Regions from separate parts of the Gossypium hirsutum genome. Here region 2 is linked to region 1. A link is a contact called in public Hi-C data. All regions are on one chromosome and are shown on one strand. The core of a region is the stretch at or near the end of the contact, and the rest is flanking DNA. Distances in the headings are between cores, read along the strand shown.

The links. A called contact is a pair of places that touch in the nucleus more often than the background predicts.
Region 2: a Hi-C map of leaf shows a contact between it and region 1, with 1.9 times the contacts expected there. The contact joins the promoter of LOC107896440 here to the enhancer-like site in region 1. A contact is called at or near these places in 6 of 34 Hi-C or Micro-C datasets (callus, hypocotyl, leaf and 1 more).

Annotation. Positions count from the first base shown.
Region 1 is chrA10:104,385,250-104,391,435 of Gossypium_hirsutum_v2.1, reverse strand. It overlaps LOC107896432 (a long non-coding RNA gene), which reads right to left. Exons shown (of 2, transcript XR_001683758.2): 2 at 4,581-6,186. It also overlaps the pseudogene LOC107896431. Among protein-coding and RNA genes, the nearest start is that of LOC107896432, 6.9 kb to the right of the region's middle. Within about 2 kb of position 3,780, at least 7 of the 9 cell types and tissues checked have an H3K27ac peak or open chromatin away from gene starts, as enhancers often do. A contact at or near this core is called in leaf, where this site is marked.
Region 2 is chrA10:104,617,122-104,623,307 of Gossypium_hirsutum_v2.1, reverse strand. It overlaps LOC107896440 (protein trichome birefringence-like 4), which reads right to left and starts at 3,657. Exons shown (of 5, transcript XM_016821605.2): 1 at 2,711-3,657; 2 at 2,124-2,316; 3 at 1,817-2,010; 4 at 1,573-1,731; 5 at 814-1,488. The coding sequence starts at 3,444. The coding sequence ends at 1,110.

The DNA of each region.
Region 1 (6,186 bases), core at 2,531-5,030:
TAGGATTCTTCACACCATAGCTTCTCAAAACAAGCCATAACTTCATGGAGCGAAACCTTCTGCTAAGGGTTATTTGCCAGTCTTTGTAATCCACAACTTGTTTGGAATCACTTGCATTTTTTTTTTGAGGCACTCAGCACTTGAAGAGAGTGACTTTGTTAGTGCACCAGGATCTTTAACACAAAGACAACAACAATCCAAAGTAGTGAAGAACCATTTATGGGCATTGAAACCAAATGAGTTTACATTCTCTACCCCATCAATGAAAGGACGATACTCAGGGCATATACAGGCACTTCCTGCATAAGCTGCATCAACGTGGATCCACATTCCATACTCTTTGGTTACTTCACTTAACGACCGTATTGGATCAACGGCAGTCGTTGATGTTGTCCCGATGGTGGCACAAAGAAAAGCTGGGATAATCCAGCTTCAACGTCCAATCTTATTGTTGTTCGCAATGATTCTGCGGATAGTTGAAATGCTGTGGATCTCATTGTCTTAATCGCCCTAAAGTTCTTACACTCTAAACCAGCGACTTTAGCTGCCTTTAAAAGTGCACAGTGGGTTTGGTCTGACCCATAAAAAACTAACTTCCCTATGTTCTCTCTCCCCACTTTGGCTAACATTTGATCTCTGGCGGCCACTAGTGTGCATAAAATGGCCTCACATGTAGTCCCTTGTATAACACCACCGCCAGTTCCAGAGAAAAGGAAACTTTGAGGAAGCCCAAGTATCTGGCCAAGCCAATCCATGGTTACGAATTCAAGCTCAGTCGCGGCTGGTGATGATATCCAATTGAACCCCACCACATTGAAGCCGGTGCTAAGCACCTCTCCAAGAAAGCCAGCAATGCTGCCACTTGAAAGGAAGTACGCAAAGTAGTTGGGGCTTTGCCAGTGAGTTGTGCCGGGAATGATGTATTGTTGGATAGCGTGGAGGATTGTTTCAATAGGCTCTGGAATATTAGGGGCGGACTTTGGTAGAAGTTTGGCAAGGTAACCAGGTTGGACTTGGCTTAGAACAGGGTATTTTTCCATGTTTTGGTAATAATCAGCTATGAAATCTATGATCATATGACCTTGCCTCCTAAATTCTTCTGGATTTAGAAGGTGAGCAGTGTTGGAAGAACTGTTTTCTTCTTCATAGTGGGAATACAAGCTGCTCATTCCCTCTATATTCGGAGTTTGAATGATAGAAATCAAAATGAAACTATATTGGCCAATGAAAGGATGCGTGCCTTATGTTTTAAGCCATTTGGGCGTGGTTTATATAGGCCACAAAGTTGAGCAAATTATCGAAGGAGAATAGAATTAAAGGGAAACAGGTATATTATTGCATTAATAATAATAAAGGGAAACGGGGATTAGTTACATTGGAAATTAGGAATTTGAAATGGATTTTTTACCCAATTAATCCCAAAAAATAAATATTTATGAAAATGATCTAACTTGAAAAACTATGATGGGAATTATCTAATCTACAGTACCAACCGGTGCCGGCATCCGGATGTTTGGCATCCACCCCATTATTATTACATTAATAATAATAAAGGGAAACGAGGATTAGTTACATTGAAAATTAGGTATTTAAAATGGCTTTTTTACTCAACTAGTCCCCAAAAAATAAATATTTATGAAAATGACTCAACTTGAAAAATTATGACGGGAATGATCTATAATCTAAAGTGTCAACCAGTGCCGACACCCTGATGGCTGGCACCCACCTCCATTATCATGTAATCATTGCCTGTTGATTGGCCTTAGATTTAAAAAATTATTCTTTTTAGTGTCGGTACTGTCATGACCGACACCGGTATGTATTTTTTCATTCTTCTTTTGCGAAGTACATGTATTTCTTGAGGTAGAAAAAAATATTTTTTAATAGGTGCCGATGTCCAAGGGCGAAGGCAGAACAATTTTTTAGGGGGGTCGGATGAAATTTTTTTTTATAGTCTATATCTTTATAATTTTTAAAGGATTAAGTCGAATTTTTATAATTTTAGAGGGCCAAAGTACAATTTTATCTTTATTAATTTAAAATTTTTAAAAAATCTCAAGGCGCTAAATAATAAATTTAAATTTTAGGAGGGGCCGAGGCCCCTGCCAGTCCACCTAGATTCGCCACTGTTGACGTCCCTGTTGTTGGCATAGGTATCATATCTGAAATTTTTTTGTCAAGTTTTATTTTAGAGTTGATCTTCTCTTTGCCAGCACCAAGTTTAGAAAAATACTTTTTTTGTTGTTTTAAAAAAAAGATTTAAATGGGTGCATGGAGAAAGCAGAAGAAATGAAGAAAATTAAAAAAGAGAAAACTTATCATGGTTTGCCTACTTAAGAAAATGAAAAGCCAAAGACACTTGAGAAAATGAAAAAGCTTGAGAAGAAAATAGGAAGGGAAGAGAAATAAATTGGGATATGGATATAGTTGTATATAAGATTTGTTAATTATTATTATTTTAAGTTAATTTTGTATTAATTTATTATTAACATTAAAGTAAAATGTGATTTTTTTTTTGCAACAAAAAATGTGATTTTTTTTAAATGGTGAGTTTATTAATGTGTTTTTCTCGATTTTGTACATTTATTCTACATGCATGTTGCTTGAAAAGCTATAAAACTAAAAGCCTGAAGCGATGATAAATACACGATTTAATGAATTAAATAGAACTCTAAACTTAAAATCTAAACCTTAAATATATCGCTCTTAATTATAAATTAAAGAGATTTTAATTTTCCAATTGGCTTTACCCAATTTAATGAATGAGATTTATTATGAGAATTATGACAAGAGTTATATTTTCAAAATCTAAAAGAAAACACATAACAATGCGTGGGCTTAGTAATTAACTCCCCATTAAAGAACCAGGTCCACGTCTCTGCAACTTTCTTCTCTTCCTTCTCCCCTCCTCTGTTACCTTAAATCCTATTTCATTCATTTTCTCACCACTCAAACAATTCCAAAGAAAAAAAAATCACCCATAGCTAGAAAACAAGCCAAAACGAATGTCAGACAATGAAACAAAGTATAATTAAGACTTGACCAATATCTCTTTTCTAATTTCAAGCAGGAAAACCATGATAAGTCATTCTTTTTCTCTTTTTTAGTTTTCTTCTTTCTTTTTGCTTTCTTCATGCCCACCATTTAAATCAATTTTTTTTCTGAAAAAAAAAACAGTTTTTAGACCCGGGTGTCGGCAGAGAAAAACCCGAAACCAACAAAAAAAACTTGAGAAAAATCTTCAAATACAATACCGATGTCGGCAACAGGGACACTAACACCTATTAAAAAAATAATTTTTTCTACCCCGAGAAATATACATATTTTGCAAAAGGAGAATGGAGAAAATACATATTGATGCCGACACCAAAAAATTAACTTTTTTAATCTCATGCCAGTCAACAGGCAATGATTACACGATGATGGGGTTGGGTGCCAACCATCAGGGTGCTAACACTGGTTGGCACTGTAGATTCTAGGTCATTCCCGTCATATTTTTTTCAAGTTGGGTAATTTTCGTAAATATTTATTTTTAGGGGTTAATTGGGTAAAAAAGTCATTTAAAAAACATGTGTAGATTTAAAAATAACAATTAATAAATAATAAAATTTCTTATTTGAAATCAGTAAAAATAACAGATGTAATATGTATAAAACAAAAATGAAAAACTTAGCTGAAATTGTGAAAAAAAAATTAAATAGATAAATATAATTTAGCTGGTTGCAACAACTTAATCAATGATATATTTATACTTATTCAATTATGTAAAAGAAATCCATTTATAGCTTGCTGCTCTAGCACGTCTCTGTCTGCTACTCTAGCACGACTTTGTCAACTGCTCTAGCATGCTTAGGGTTTTCTTTTCTTTGTTTTTTTTTTTTATCTTGTCTCTTATTGTTTTCATTTGTCGATGATTTACAGTAAATACCGTGTGAGATTTGGCTAAAAGTAGGCTTTTTTATTATGGAAAATGATCTGGTGAATCTATCGTTGAAATATGAAGAAAAAGAGGTTTTGCTTGTACAAGGGGAATCTAAATCTTAGAAAGTAGTGGTGGATTTCTGTTTGGTTGGATGTTTTCTTATGGCAAGTATAGTCCATTTTCCAGCGATGAAGAGTACTATGGCGAATATTTGGCATCCAGTAAGAGGAGTTTAGATCTCGGATCTAAGAGATAAAAGATTTCTATTCATATTTTTTTCATAAAATGGACATAGATCGGGTAATAAATGGAGCACATTGGACTTTCAACAATCATCTTTTTGTGTTTCATCGTTTGGAGAATAGGGAAGATCCGGTAAAGGTTTTGTTAGTCTTGTCAACCTTTTGGGTGTAGGTTCATGAGTTACCTCAGGCTTTGTTCTCATAGTTTATCACAAAGGAGTTGGGTGATCCCATTGGAAAGTTTATGGAATATGACTCTAAAATTTTAAATAGGGATGTGAGGACTTTCCTTCGAATTAGGGTCCAATTGGATGTGAGGAGACCTCTAAAACAAAAAAAAAAGAAGATAATGTTAGCATCCAAGAATTGTACTTATGTCAGTTTTAAGTATGAAAGATTCAACAATTTTTTTTTTGGTTGTTTAGGGCACAATGACTCTTTTTGCCAAATTAGAATGATAAAATGGGAGGAGCCTGTGGAAATGAGTTGGGATTTGTCCTTACAATCACAATTTAAGAGAGTTGCTGCAATGAACAGTGTCTGGCTGATAGAAGAAGAGGATAGGGGGATGAGTAAGAGTTACTTAAGGTATTCGGGTCTAGGAAGGGAATCTGGGGACGGTGGATGAAAGGGATCAGGGATGAGATTGGATCCTATGTCGGGTGTAAACCTGGAAGGGGAAGTGAGAAACTTTTCAGGGAAGATCGGAAATGAGTCATATATTTTGGGTTAGATGGATATGGAATAAGATGCAGAGGAGAAGCCAATCGAATGTGGAGATGTAAAGAAGGGACTTCAAAAGGAGATTGGGAGCCACAATGTTTCTGAGGTGAAAGATTCATTAGTGTTTAGGGAGGAGTGATCGTTAAGGAGAACTCATTTTATATCAGCAGCTGCTAAAGGGCAAGCCGATCGATCGTAATAAAAATATTTTGTTGGAATGTCTGTGGTTTGGGGAGTCCATGGGTTATAAAGAGGCTTTAGCATTTGCTGAAGTTGTATAATCCCTATATAGTCTTCTTTATGGAGACTAAATTGAATAATAGGAAAATGAAAATTGTTCATAGGAGATGCAGTTACTTGAATGGTTTTGAAGTTTCAACTGAAGGTTCACAAGGGGGTTTAAGAATGGCTTGGAAGGGAAATATTTCGATCTTTCTTAGAAGTTATTCAGTGCATCATATTGACATTGAAGTCTAGGAGGTAGAGGACAACAAATAATGGAGATTTACGGGTTTCTACGAGGCTTCAATTGCGTGATGTAGAGATGACATGTGGAGTTTACTGAAGAATTTGGGTTGTTTGCATGATCTACTTTGGTTAGTGTGTGGGGATTTCAATGAGATCATGTATTCTTTTGAGAAGGTAGGAAAGATACGAAGGATGAGAGGAGAATGGAAATCTTTTGAAGAGTATTATAAGAATGTAAAATAATGGATAGGGTATTCTGGGACATGGTTTTCTTAGGAAAGAAGAAATCTTTTAGAAACAAATATAAGAGAACGATTGGATAGAGGAGTGGCAAATGCAGAATTAATGAATATGTTTCTGAACGTAGTGATTTGTCCTCTTCCCAATCGTATTCTAATCATTGTCCCCTTCTTATTTAGATGGAGCAGGACTGTTATAGTTTAAGGTCGAAGAGATTTCAGTTTGAGGCATGATGGGTAATAGAAGAGTCATTTGAAGAGGAGGTGAAAAGGTTATGAGATTTTACTGAAGGAGATATTTCTGCCAAACTGGATCGTGTAAAGGGGGATTTGAGAAGAGGGGTGGAATTTGTTAGAAGGAATAGGGAGGGAATCAAAAAAGATTTGACTAAAAAACTAGGAGAGTTATTGGATAAGGAAAAAGATGATGATAATATTGTGGAGTTAATTGATGAAAAAATCTAATTAAATTTGGAGATCGATAAGGATTAAATGCATTGGGAGTAGAGAGCAAGAGCAAACTGGTTAAGGTTGAGGGATTAAGAACATGACTTTCTTCCACAGTTATGCATCAAAATGCAGAAGAACGAAT
Region 2 (6,186 bases), core at 2,408-4,907, 230 kb before region 1:
CGGGTTTTCACCTTGGCCTTTCCATCTTTTTTTTTTGGTCTCAAAGCGCCCTTTGCGGGTTTTCACCTTGGCCTTTCCTTTTTTAGGTAAAATACTTCTTGACGGTATCCGAATTTACGGGATAGGGCAGGTTTTTACCATCTATTTCGGCTAGAATTAATGCTCCTCCGGAAAAAGCTTTCTTCACCACGTAAGGCCCCTCTCAATTAGGCATCCATTTTCCTCGAAAATCTTTCTGTATGGGAAGAATCTTTTTCAAAACCAGGTCTCCCTCGTGGAATTCTCTAGGGCGAACCTTTTTGTCATAAGACCGCATCATTCGTTTTTGGTACATCTGACCATGACGGATAGCTCTTAGCCTCTTTTCCTCAATCAAGTTAAATTGATCGTATCGAGACTTGATCTATTCTGCTTCGTCCAACTTTAACTCTGACAACACTTGAAGGGATGGGATCTCGACTTCAATTGGCAAAACTGCTTCCATTTCGTAAACTAAAGAGAAAGGCGTTGCCCCAGTTGAGGTTCTGACTGATGTTCGATAAGCAAAGAGGGCAAATGGTAACTTCTCATGCCAATCTATTTCTACTATTGAAAATTATAGTGGTTGATGAAATAATCAAAACAGTTACATGTGGTCTGCCACATGTACCTCATTCTAGTTTAAACAATGTACAAACTCGGATTTCGGATTTAATTCCAAAACTAATGATCCTAATCTCAACCGAATCCGTTTCTAGCAGTTCCTCATCGATTAAAAGATCATTAACATGAACCCAAAAGCATATAGATCAAAATCAAATAATATGATCAAGATATTACAAACTAATTTCAACTCATCTTACAAGTGGTAATAAACCGAAACACTATGTTCAATAACAACTTCATGAAAAACTATAGGACACTAGCAATTAGACTTTAAACAAGTGAAACCGGTTAGAGGAAAGCTTATGAACAATTATAATTAACAGCTTTTACGGAGAATTACATTATTTTACACTTCTCTCTAAGAACCGAAATTTTCACTGATGAATAGGGCATGTACGTACGCTAATCGATCATGACAAAACTAGGGACTAATTAATAATTTAAAAAGATCGATTGCATTCATTTTATCTATGATTTTTCTGTTGTTGTTTTGGTTTCAGAAGTTGTTGCTGATAACTTTCATGTTTGATAAGGAGTTGAGTGTATACTAGCTCGTTCCAAGTATCAGGAACACCGGGGAGGCACCAGTGGCTGCAATCCTGGATTCTAGTAGGTGAAGTTTTCTCTTCCTCGGTTAAGTTCTGCTTCCTGTAAACCGACGGATGAGCATCCTTCCGGAAACCAGTCATTCTTGAAACATTAAGATACAAGACTGGATTAGTAATGCCATTTATCACTGACTCGAAAATTCGCATTTTTGATGGATATTTCTTCAAGTACTTCCCATTTGTAATAGGTTTGGTTTCACCGTGGCATTGCCCTCCAGAGTTCCACCTTCCACCCCTGGGAACAGGTAACAAGAATTAAAGCCACTCAGTTCCAAATTTCAGGGTTCAACCTAACATATTCTTTCGATGTTCGATTTACCTGAAATGAGATGCAGAAAACCCCCTGAAGAAAACAAGGGTCTTCGTAGAATCTATATTAGTATCTATCCATTTTGCCCATGTGGTCAAAGCTTTTCGAAAGGCTTCTTTAACATGTAATCGGTTATAGATAGTGTTCCCCTCTTGATAGTAACTGTTCCTGCAAATCGCTTAAAACCGTTAAGAGCTCCTACTTTAAGATTATTTATCTTATCATATGAACAAATAGGTAGCATTAACAGTACCCTTTCGAAGTTTTATCATGAGTCCACCAATGTCCGGTATTGAAAATGAGAACATTGGCATCTTTGTACTTATCAGCTGATTTATCAATCATATCAAGTCTAAGTGTTTCCTTCTTTGATCCATTTCTCCAGACCATTTCCCATTCTTGAACTAAAAATGCTGAACGGAAGTACTCAATTGAGCAATTATAACCCTGCTCATTCATCCATCCAAAATTAGTATATATCAAAATCAAGGAAACAACTTCAAGTACTGCAAAACTGCAATTTGTCTATGTCTGAAGGAAAGGATAAAAGATAAACATACTTTGAATATAATGGAGTGAGAACTCCCTTTTCCTAATTCCTGCTTGCCGGAGACCTCGAAAACACTGCTTTTCTCCTCAATGGAGTTTCTAAGGATACAAACAAGAGATTCCCACATATTCCGACCAAGTGAATCGCCAACAAAAACTAATCGCTTCCCTCTCAATAATTCCAGCATATGCTTGCCATTCAACCTGCATGACAACTCCACCCAAAACCAATCTAAGTAAAAAACCAACAATAAATAAGCAATACATATATATATATAAAGATCATTTCCAACAAATATCATTAAAAACTACATATGACCATGAAGAAATTAGAACCACCAGTAATAGATGCAAATTATCACAATTCATTCTCATATAATATAAACTCTACCCTAAGCCAATCTAACCAAGACAATGACAAAAATGAACTAATACACATACGCGCACATATATATAAGATACATTATCAACAAATATTATAAATACACATGAAGATGAATTAGAACCACCCTGATATATGCAAAATTAGCAGAATTCAATTATATATAAATGAACCAACAAAATTTAGATTTAAAAATGAGAACTTTGGTGAATTTACCTTGGTAAGATGCATTCATTGGGTTGCCATCTGTATTTCTCATACCCCCTATCAGGCCTACCATTAACAAAGCAATTGAAAGACTCACCAATATATGGACAAGTCCCTGGTGCATAAAGAGGGTAAGAATCATCTCTCACCCATTTCCCATCAAATATTCTACATTGATTTATTATTTCCACAAAATCACCCTTCCTTTGCTTCTCCAGTAATTCATCAATGCTTCCATCCACCAACTCTTTCCCACTTTCTTTAAAATCCAAAGGCCGAGAAGGGCTTCCATGAGTGCTGTTTCCATTAGCATTTAAACCCTTTTCCGCTAATTCTTTTCCACTTTCTGCAGGAATCTCAGAAAGGGTTCCATTAGTACCTTCACTTGACAAAGAAGAATCATTTTTCTCATGAAATCTTTCAGATTCCCGAGAAATCTGAAAAGGGTGTTCCTGGAATGGAGAAAAGGGGAGTGGGTAGTGATTGGATTGGGAAGAGTTGGGGAGAAAGTGAGAGAAATGGGAGGAAAACTGGGATCTGTAAAAGGAACTTCGAAGCAAGCTTTGAAGGCGAGGAGAAGAGTAAGACGATGGATTTAGAAATAATAAAGTTGTGAAACCAATGACAAAAACGGAAGTGAAACTAAAAGCAAAAGCCACCCTGTTTTTTGTTGTCACGACAGAGAATTTGTTCGAATTTAGTGTTCCTGTCAGTGTCGGTGATGGGTAATTTGGGTCAGCCATTGCAAGACCAGAAGGAGAGCTTTTGGCTTTGAAGCGAAGACCAGTTTATTCTATTTTGGAAAAATATAATGATAGTGAGGGGAAATCGGGAGATCTCATTTACTTGTAAGAATTTTATTGAATTCAGCATCCCTTTTTCTACATGAGAATTCTATCAATAGTTAAATACTGCGCATGGGTGGACTCTTGTTCCAACCCATCTTTACAAACTTCTTTTCAATATGATTCATCTGGATCGAATCTTTATTAAGGGTATAGGCAATTTAAATACAAAAAGTTATAATTTACTCATTAAAGTTTTTGATTTTTTTTTTGGTTATTGAGTGGTACTTGTTTTTCATGTTGATTTTATAGTTATATTCAGATTTTATAGTTGCCTCTTCTAATAATATTTCCTTTAAAATTTAAAGTTACATTTTTTATTTGCTCTTTACTATTTATTCAACTATTTGTTATTATTAATTAATATAATTTTAATTTTAATCCTCAATTTTTATATGTTCTTAAGACACTCGTTTCAAATCATTATCCAAATCCAATATTCATCCCACCAAACTTAAGTAAAATATTAAGGCGTTTAATCCAAATTTATAAAACATTAAAACGTTATGATCCATAATCCAAACATTCAAAGTTAACTAATTAAAACATTACAATATTTGGGGTGAGTTGGGTTTTTTTCATTCATTTTTTCATTTTTGGATTTGGGCCTGTTGTTCTAAGTTTTGGCCTTTTTCATTTTGGGCCGTGAAAATTGGGCCAAAACCATAAAAAGCTATTCTACAAGTTCTCAATTTGCGATTCTGCTACAGTTCAAAATGATTCTCAGTTTAAATAGTCTAATCACTCTTTCTAGATTGATGTATAGGTCGATTCTTCATTTAATTAACCGATCCAATTTAAACAACTATGATAAGCTTATTCCAACTCCAACTATTGCTTGAAGAGATTGAGAGTTGCACCAAAGTACGCCCCTTAGCACATAAGCTTGTAGCCAAGCAATCCATAAGTGCTGATTGAGAGATCATATATGTTAGATAGCACAAGCATTATTCCAACTAAATAGCTCTTTCAAATCTAACCCCCTTTCTATTTTGGCGTGCAAGCTGAGCTCCATTCTGCTTTACCATCCTCTGCTGACTCATGCTCCCCTTTCCACAAAAAGTAACACACAATCAATTAATGTATCTAATCTTCCCTCCTCATTTTTCTTTTTAAAATTTACAAGTATAATTACAGCGTAATTATAGTACAATCAAATAACATCTGAGTAAAACCAATACAAAGTACAAATAGAAAAATTGAAATACTTTGAACTAAAACTCACACATGATGAAATTGAAGATCTGTAAAATTCAAACTTAAGTATAAGGCACGAACTTAAAACAAGGTAAACATCTTTATATTTTATCAAACTCTCAATTTTTTTCTCAAATGCTCATATTTGGTATCTTTTAATAAATGTTAATTAGACTCTACTCTATGATCATGTCTCTCTAGTTGTGTCTACTGGATTATTCTTTTTATTAGTTATAATACTATTTTTATTTCTTGTAATTTTTAGGATAGTTTGTTATTGTTTGAATAAGTCTCCTAATATGTAAGAGTACTTTTAAGATCTTTTCATTCAGTTGGTTATTTACTTAGGTATATAAATAACAAATGCATCAATAAAAAAATGCAACAGTACTTTTAGGATTGTTTTATGCCCTATTTCTTTATAAGGTATTAGAGTATACTAGCATTTAAATATTAGTATAGGTAGAACTCTTTAAATATATATTTTTTTAAAAAACTTAAGAAAAAATGGGGGTAAATTCCACTATTAGTCGCTAAATTATTGGTAAGTTTTTGTTTTAGTCACTTAATTTTAAAAGTTACAATTTGATCACTGAACTAATCAAAGTTTCCATGTAAGTCACTTAGCTATTACAAGTAATGTTGTATAACTTTCTTTGTTCGTAGTTTTTGCACCAATCAAAGCTCTCTTTCCCCTTCTCTTCTATTGTTTAATATTTTTTTCATGAAACGACTTTAGACGTCACGAATCTACAAACCAAAATTCAAACAGATGTTTTCTCCGATCTTCGACATTGACCTTTAGATTGACTTAGATCTAAAGTATATTCTTCTACTTGTTGACGAGTATTGATCCACTGTACCAGTTGTCAAATCGTTGCTTAGAGCTACGTTTTTTTACAAAAATTTAACAATCATGTGACTTAAATAAAAAAAAATTAAATATATAATTAGTAAAAAAATATTAATTTTTTTTAGTTAAAGGATCAAAATGAAAATTTTTATTAAAAGAATTTATGATTCATTTATATCTTCTTATACATGTTAGTACACGCATCAAAACTTGAATGGAAAGAAAAAACAATATAGTTATACACAATTAAATCATTTCTAGTAGAGAATAGAAGTAATTGTTGCATTAAATCTTCAAAATCAGAACAAAGAAATACGAATTTCTTTCAAACTACGAGTCAAGAGTATCCAAAGAATATTCAACAATCATATATAACGTTAGAATTTAGTAGGTTTTATATTCTTCAGGGTATTCTTCAACTGCTGATCTCAAACTCTTGGACGATGGCGACGGCTGCTCGAAAACTTGGGGAAAGTCCGACATGGAAGCTAGAATCCGCCAAAAGCATAACGACCGAGCAGCTTTGAAGCTTAACGAAGATGTCATCATCTTGTTGTTGGAGAAAACGTGGGATGATTTAGACAAGATGA